2 separate regions of the Pan troglodytes genome follow, and region 2 is linked to region 1. The links are chromatin contacts, called in public Hi-C maps. All regions are on one chromosome and are shown on one strand. The core of a region is the stretch at or near the end of the contact, and the rest is flanking DNA. Distances in the headings are between cores, read along the strand shown.

What was found. A called contact is a pair of places that touch in the nucleus more often than the background predicts.
Region 2: a Hi-C map of stem cell-derived neural progenitor cells shows a contact between it and region 1, with 1.6 times the contacts expected there. The contact joins the enhancer-like site here to the promoter of INHBB in region 1. A contact is called at or near these places in 4 of 7 Hi-C or Micro-C datasets (blood, induced pluripotent stem cells and stem cell-derived neural progenitor cells) and 1 of 1 datasets of contacts at active chromatin or transcription factors (stem cell-derived excitatory neurons).

Annotation. Positions count from the first base shown.
Region 1 is chr13:21,027,114-21,031,070 of NHGRI_mPanTro3-v2.0_pri, forward strand. INHBB (inhibin subunit beta B) reads left to right here and starts at 2,029. Exons shown (of 2, transcript XM_016949618.3): 1 at 2,029-2,529. The coding sequence starts at 2,082.
Region 2 is chr13:21,123,214-21,127,170 of NHGRI_mPanTro3-v2.0_pri, forward strand. No RefSeq gene overlaps it. Among named protein-coding and RNA genes, the nearest start is that of INHBB, 96 kb to the left of the region's middle. Within about 2 kb of position 1,883, at least 13 of the 24 cell types and tissues checked have an H3K27ac peak or open chromatin away from gene starts, as enhancers often do. A contact at or near this core is called in stem cell-derived neural progenitor cells, where this site is marked.

The DNA of each region.
Region 1 (3,957 bases), core at 779-3,278:
GTCTGAGTGAAGCCAAAGTTTGCTGGCGAAAGTGGGGATTCCCTGGGGGTGGGGGTGGGGTACTGTAGACCCTGCCAGCCCCTCAAGCCCTGAGGCTCAGTGGCCTCCGGGCCTCGCGCCTGGGATCCCGCACAATCGGGGCGTTCCTCCTGGCCCAGCAGAGGCAGCCGCTGGCCAGGCCTGCAGTGGCTACTGCCTTCCCGCCCTCCAGCCCGCAGGGTCCACGCCTCGGCCAGTGCGACGGCGGCCCGGGGAGCTGGGTGAGGGCACTGCAGCCCCAGAGCGGCAGCGGCCGGCGGAGCCTGCCTCTGGCATCCCAGGCCGCGCCGCACCCCGCTCGCCTCGCCAGGCTCGGCCGCGAGGGAGCGCCCCGGGAGGGCCGGGGGCGGCCACGGCGGCGGGAGTCGCCTTTGCTGGTTGGGGAGGGCGGCAGCTGGGACAGAGGCAGGGCCTGCGCGGCGGCGGGGAGGGGGGAGTGGGCCGGGAGGAGCGCCTGGGTCCAGCGCCTGGAGCCCGTCGGTGCCGCAGGCCGCCCAGCGGGGCAAGGGTCCGGGGCGCCCACGTGGTGGGAAAGTTTCGAGGTAGCAAAAGTAGCCCGGCATTGCGGGGGGTGGGAGGGGAGAGGAGGGGAGGGGAGAGGGCCGGCTCGCCCCTCCTTCTCGCGAAGGCAGAAAGGAAAAAAGCGGTGGGAAGCAGGGGTGAGCGCGGGGAGCGGGCAGCCCCAACCTGAACAGATTCCGCTTTCTCCTCCTCCCCCCACCCCGGGAAGCTCGAGCGGGGAGGTACGGACCGTCTCCTCTCGCACGGGCAGGACGACACCCTCCCTCCCCCCCTTTTTTCTGCCAACGTCTATCTCAACGCGCGCGCACATACGGAGATTGTGCGGCTTTTTTCCCCCTTGGGAGAAAAAACGGGGAGAGTAAAAGAAGAGAGGCCAAAGAGAAGAACTCCTCCTCGGCGAGCTCCGCACTCCGTGCCGCGGCCCGGCGCGGGGACGCCGCCGCCGCCCGCCCGCTCTCTCCCGGCCCTGCGGCGGGTGCCAGTGCGAGCGCGAGCGAGGGCACTGCACCCGGGGACGCTGCGAGACTTTTCGGCGCTCGAGCCGACCTCGCCGCCGCCGCGGCAGGCAGAAGAGACAGGGGCGAGAAGGGCCCTGCCTCCCCCTCGCCTTCCTCGCCCGGCGCCCCGCGCCCGGCCGGGCCGTGCAGGCAGGCGGAGGGAAGGAGGGAGGGAGGCTGCGAGGAGGCGGGCGGAGCAGAGGCCCCGGCGAAGCGCGCTGCGGCCGCCCGCCCGTGGATGCGGCGCCCAGGGAGCCTGGAGACAACTTTGCCGTGTGACGCGCCGGGAGGACTGCAAGGCCCGCGGCCGAGGGCTCGGCGCCGCCTGTGAGCGGGCCCGCGCGGCCGGCTCTCCCGGGCACCAAGCTTGCTCCGCGCCACTGCCCGCCGGCCCGCGGCGAGGACGACCTGCCCGTCTCCGCCGCCGGCGGCCCTTCCTGGCGCGAGGCAGTGAGGGCGAGGCGCTCAGGTGCGAGCGCGGGGCCCCGCCGCAGCGCCCGCCGCAGCGCCGCGCCAAGCCGCGCCCGGCTCCGCTCCGGGGGGCTCCAGCGCCTTCGCTTCCGTCTCAGCCAAGTTGCGTGGACCCGCTCTTTCGCCACCTTCCCCAGCCGCCGGCCGAACCGCCGCTCCCACTGCCGCTGCTTTCGCTTCACCCGAACCAGGGCTGCGGGGCCCCCGACGCGGAAAGGATGGGGAGAAGGCTGCAGATGCCGAGGCGCCCCGAGACGCCCGTGCGGCAGTGACCCGCGACCTCCGCCCCGCCCGGCGCGCCCCTCGGGCCCCCGGGGCCCTCGGCGCCCCTTCCCTGCCGCGCGGGAACCCCCGAGGCCCGGCCGGCCCCCTCCCCCTGTGAGCCGGCGGCAGCCCTCCCGGCGGGCGGGCGGGCGGAGGCCCGGGCGGGCGCGGGCGCGGGCGCGGGCGGGGGCGGGGCGGGGCGGCGCGCCCGGAGCCCGGAGCCCGGCCCTGCGCTCGGCTCGATTCGGCTCGCCTCCCGGCGGGCGCCCTCGTCGCCAGCGGCGCACCATGGACGGGCTGCCCGGTCGGGCGCTGGGGGCCGCCTGCCTTCTGCTGCTGGCGGTCGGCTGGCTGGGGCCTGAGGCCTGGGGCTCACCCACGCCCCCGCCGTCGCCTGCCGCGCCGCCGCCACCCCCGCCACCCGGAGCCCCGGGTGGCTCGCAGGACACCTGTACGTCGTGCGGCGGCTTCCGGCGGCCAGAGGAGCTCGGCCGAGTGGACGGCGACTTCCTGGAGGCGGTGAAGCGGCACATCTTGAGCCGCCTGCAGATGCGGGGCCGGCCCAACATCACGCACGCCGTGCCTAAGGCCGCCATGGTCACGGCCCTGCGCAAGCTGCACGCGGGCAAGGTGCGCGAGGACGGCCGCGTGGAGATCCCGCACCTCGACGGCCACGCCAGCCCGGGCGCCGACGGCCAGGAGCGCGTTTCCGAAATCATCAGCTTCGCCGAGACAGGTGGGTCCGGCCCTCCGGCTGTCTGCCGCGGTCCCCGCTCGCTCCCGCTCTCCCTTTCCTTGCTAGCTCCGGCTGCCGCCGCCGCCACCGCAGCCCGCGCGCCCTGGGGCAGCCTGGACTCCCGGCAGAGCTCCTTCGGCCGTGGCCCTGCGCGCTCCGCCCGGGTTGCAGTCCTCTTCCCCCAGGCCGCAGACCCTTGCCTGCTGCCTCAACCCCCCGCCGCCGAGCGCCTGGCCCTCCACCCCTGCTCTCCGGAATCGGGCCCCAGCGCCTCTGGGCGCGCGTCCCCCTCCCGGCAGATGCGCGCGGCCCTGGCTCTGCGGGCACTTGCTTGGTGATTGCTTAATGTTTTTGTTTCCCACGATCGGAGTGTAGGCTTAGCAGTGTGGATGGAGATGTGTGTGCTTGTTGATATACGTGGGCCGGAGGAGAGAGAGTGTGTGTGTATCTGTGTGTGTGTCTGTGTGTGTGTGTGCCTGCGTGAGAGGCCCCTGGGGCCGCTTCCATCACCGGCGGCGTGGGCTTGCCAGGATTGCTGAAGCCTCGCTGGGGAGAGCTAGGCAACCTCTCTTCCGATTGTGTGGGCACCGGAATCGGGCGGAAGGCAGGCTTCTCAACAGGTCCATCATTTACACAGAGAAAGCCGCGGCTCGGGGACAGCCCCGTGCCTTTCGGCTTGCCTGGCAGCTGCAGCAGACCCCTCGCCCGAGAGGCAGAGTCGTAGTTAACAAAGGGTATGGCTCCTTTCTGGAATCCGCCCCCCCCGGCCCCAGATTGCAAATTTCTAACACTGTCTAAATATAAAAATCAGGGAGAGAAAAATCTTTCGGAACTTTAAAAGAAGGAGAAAAATGTGCCCGCGCCAAAATGCTGCAAGTGCTTTCGACTCCGCTGTCCTTTTCAGGACTTGAATGAGCCAGGCTGGCTTTTGTGCCTGGAGCTCGGCCCCATTTGTGCCGAGGGGACTGCGGAGAAGGTCGCAGAGGGGGAAGCCCCGGTGCAGTCAGGGCGGGGGCAAGCGGGGAGCCTCGGTGGGGGGAGCGGTTGTGCCCCTGGCTGCAAATGCCCCCCACCCCCCCAGGCAGCAGGCAGCCCGGGGATGAAAAGGGATGAAAAGTTTTGCATGGCCGGGTGTGGAGAAAAGCAGAGACAATCGGGGCTGGTTTGCGCTTAGAAAGAAATGCATTGCCGTTTTAGCTGTCCACTAAAGTGAGTCAGGGAAAGCTCGCCATGCAATTAGAGGGCTCGGATTAAAAGGTGCTTTGGGGCCCAGAGTTAGAAATGTGATTCTGGAAGGTCGAGGAGGCCTTTTGGTCCCGGTGGCACAAAATGACAGCGGGGGCTGTTATATTTCTGGTCCGTTTCACGGAGCCAGCTCTTTGACTTATAAATAACAGATTCAGGTCACAGGCAGCTCGTCCAAGACCA
Region 2 (3,957 bases), core at 633-3,132, 96 kb after region 1:
GCCACTGAGTGTCTGTTGCGCATTAACTACTACTACTGTTGCACATGGTGTGACGGACATCAGGGAACTCCAGGAGTTTCATTCCAGGAGTGCAGAGAGGGTTGGAGTAGTGGAGCAGTGCGTCAATCAGACAATCAAAGAGGGAAGGCAAGGAGGAAGGGGAGAGAAGAAGAGTTACTGCGGCCCACTTATATTTGGGGTAGCCATATAATTTGTAATCCAAAGCGGGACATGTTTGAGAGTGTGGGGCACTATGAATAATAATGCAGGACCCCAGGCGTAACCTGGGCGGTCCCAGGCAAGCTGGGCTGTAGTATGGACTCCCTCCCACTTCAGTACAGGATCTCACTGAAGCCCTAAAACAGACCTATAATTGGATGGCATTGTCTCCTCGTGAGGGGACAGTCTCTCCGAGAGCACAGGCTCCCTGGGTTCTGGGCTGTGTGTGAGTGAGGTTATGCGTGTGAGGTCATGAAGCCGGAGCTGGCACTGGATCTCAGGTTGGTAGGATTCTGTCTTTTCAGCCTAAAACCTGCCTGTTCAGAGATGAGGTTGTTTGACAGGGTCTAGGTTAGGGGGTCAGGGCCTAATGGAAATAGGGGACTGGAAAGATTGGGAAGATTTTCCAGGCAGCTTAGGTACCCAGTGAGCCTGGGGGCTAGTTCCAGGTCCAGGCTCCTTAGGGCCACAGGGAACCTCGAGGCCATGGCCTGCCTGTGCTGGTGGGATCGAGTCAGCAAATCCACATCCCCCTGACCCAGCCATGCTCCTGGGCTCCATCAGAGAGGCCCCATGGGATTTTCCCCACTGTCTTTTCACACCTACATAAATCTGTGCACATGGTCACAACACAGAGAGTTAGGCCAACACAAGCTATACAGGTGCAATCCACTTGAAATGTGGATGTCCGCAACTTCACAGATATGACAAGAATACGCACGCGCAGACGTCAATATGCTCCATACACACACCCAGTAACCCTTACTTCTGCTTCATGTGCAGTGTGTGCATAGGGGCCTCGGGCGGAGACTTTCAACAGTTACCATGTGCCTCACCCCCATGACACTCCCAACCTCTCTCCTGGGAACCCCTGCCCCCCTCTCGAAGGGTGGCAGCTTTGGGCCCCAGCCTTTATGCAAATGCCAAGCCACAGCTCACTCCATCTTTTCTCTCCTCTCTAATTGACTGTTTTCCCTTCTTGCTGGGACTGCGGGAGCCCCGGGTCGGCATTCAGAAGGGCTCTCCCCCCACTGCCCGGCCCCTCCAACCCCAGCTCCCGGCGCTTTTAATCTAGTTACTTTTCCATCAACACACTGGGAGAAAGACACAAAGGGGCATAATCGTATCTGTGGCTGTTGATGTTCAATTAACCACATAACCTTTAGGCTCTCCCTCTCTCTCTCTCTCTTTCTTCCCCCCTCTCACCTCACCCCGCTTCTTCAACCCAGCTGCCCCTCTGGGCCTGACACTGGCTCAGAAGCCCTCCAACACCCCATACCAAAGACCTGGCCTCCTGGCCCCTGGGAGATGCCCCACCTTTTAGGGAAGGTAAGCCATCAACCCCAATTCCAGCTGCACTCCCCATCTGACCCCTGCCTGCCCTTGCCCTGCCGGCCCCTTCTGCCACCCCTCCGTCCCTCTCCAGGCCTGGAGCGAGGGGTGCCTCTGGGAGCGGGCACCCCGCAAAACTCCGCTTTCTGGACCTTGTCTGGGGCCAGCAGCTGTCATTTGCCGGGCGTTCCGCTTTCTCCACTGTACCATGCTAATTTTTCGAGGGACAATTTTTTGACAATGAGTCCTCCAGCCCGAACAGAAACCCTTTATGGGGCCGGCCCCAGGGAGGCCGCGGCGCTGCCAAGGCAAACAAAGGCTCATTGCTGCCGCGGAACATGCCTGCGCCTTTCAGGGCCGGGTTCGCAGAGCGCGCCGCCTCCAGCCCGCGCCGAGATAACACCTGGTCCGCCAACTCCTGGCGCCTAATCAAGATATCAATCACGGCGCGGGGGCAGGGGGGCGCACGGGCCCTGAAGGCTCCAGAACCCGGCAAGTGCAGGTAGCCGGCCGCCTGGCCGGCTAGGGCTGCTTGGCAGGGAGCGCCGGGATCTGGGGGGAAAGAAATCAAGCCCCGAAGCTGAAGGCTTAATTAGGCTGATATCATCCCGCACAAATGTTCCTCCGAGAGGAAGGCTTCTGGGCACCAAAATTATTTTGTGATTAAAAGCGAAAAGGAAGGAGAAATGATTCGGCCTTTGGAGGAGTTCGGAGGGCTGGGGGTGGCAGCAGGAGGCTGGGGCGCAGCGCAGTGCCGGGGGCGCGGGACCCAGCCAAGCTCCCCACTCTGCCCCCACTGGGACAGAGAGGCGCAAGGGTCCACCGACCCCTGCCACTTGTGGCCTTTCCTGACTGCCCAGGGCTTCCAACAATGTAGAAGAGTGACAGTAAATGTCCAGGTCCCTGCATATAGGTGTTTCTTTAATCTGCACACCAGGCCGGAAAGGCCATGCACGTCGTCCTCATCCCATTTCGTAGATGGGGAAAATTAGCTCGGAGAGGTGACATCTTGCCCGAAGTCCCACGGCTGGTCAGTGGCAAGTGGACAGTGGCAACTGCGCCTGGAAAACGCCGTCCGTGGCGCGGTCGCGGCGTCAGGGGAATGCCTGACAGCCACCTTCTCTCCCGTGACCGCCGGGCTCGGCATCAGGGCGAGCCACCCGGCTCGGGAGAGCAGGAAACTGGGGAGGGCCGAGCCTCCGGCCACGCCTTGTCAGCCCCGGAGCCTCCACCAATCCCGGGCCCGGAAAGACCAGGCCCACTGCCGGCCCCGCCCAGCACCTGCGCAGGTAGCGCGCGCAGGCGAACCGCAGGCCGGGCTTCTGGGGCCTCACGCTGCGCGGAGAGGCTGCCCAGCAGTTGCTAGGCAGTCCTGGGCCAGATCGTGGTTCCGCCACTTACTCGCTGTGCGACCTCTTGTGCCTCACTGTAACATGGGACAACGGTAGTCCCAACCTCAATGGTGCTCTTTGAGGATGGAATGAGCTCCTGCAAGTCAAGCTCAGCCCAGGGCTGGCCGTGGATATGCTCAGAAAACTCCACATGCAGGCCTGCATCCGCCAGCAGGTGCGCCACACTGACATGCTCCCGCAAGGTTAAGGGGCTGTGCGCGAGCTTCTCAAGTGCCGCCTGTGCCCTCCGCCATGTTAGTTTTCTCCCGGGACACGCCCCCAGCCTCCCAGGATCTGGCACTGAAGGGGCCCAACGGGAGACCCTCTGCCTGACCCAGCCTATGGAGGCGTCCATCCTGAGCGGTTGGTGCCCATGGTGTACTGTTTGTTAAATATTTTGAATATTATTCTCGATCATCTATGTAATAAAATATTTTGCTGTTGGCAAAGACACATATACAGTCTCAGGACCCTAAATCTAGGCAGTGTCCTATTCAATCAACCCATCATTCATTCATGACGTAAGCCACACATTTAGAAAGCTTTTCATTATTGATTCATTGAATCACTGATTTCTGAGCATATTCACTCATAGACTCAGTTATTAATTATGTGACAGTCACTCCACCCACATACGTAAATCCTTTCCCACGGGTCTGTGTGCACCAAGTGGGCCTTGGGCGGTCTCTCCTTTAAGAACCCCACTGTCTCCTGTGGGGGATGGAATGTGTGCACCACCATCTCTAAACCAAGAGCAAATGGGTAATTACCAGGAGAGAAGATGGTGTTCAATGAGAGGTGTCAGGCACAAGGAGCAGCAACTGACCTGAGCTTGAAGGATGGACAGGACAGGGGCACTGGGGTGGGGGACTTTTGTCGGCTTTTAAGCAGGGCAGGACAGATGGTCGGATCTGCATTTTAGCCAGAGCTGAGCTGCCTTGCCTCGGTGCCCGCTGGTGAAAGCACATGGGCTTTGGGGCAAAACGGTGTTCTAGGTTGATTCTCTAATTAACCT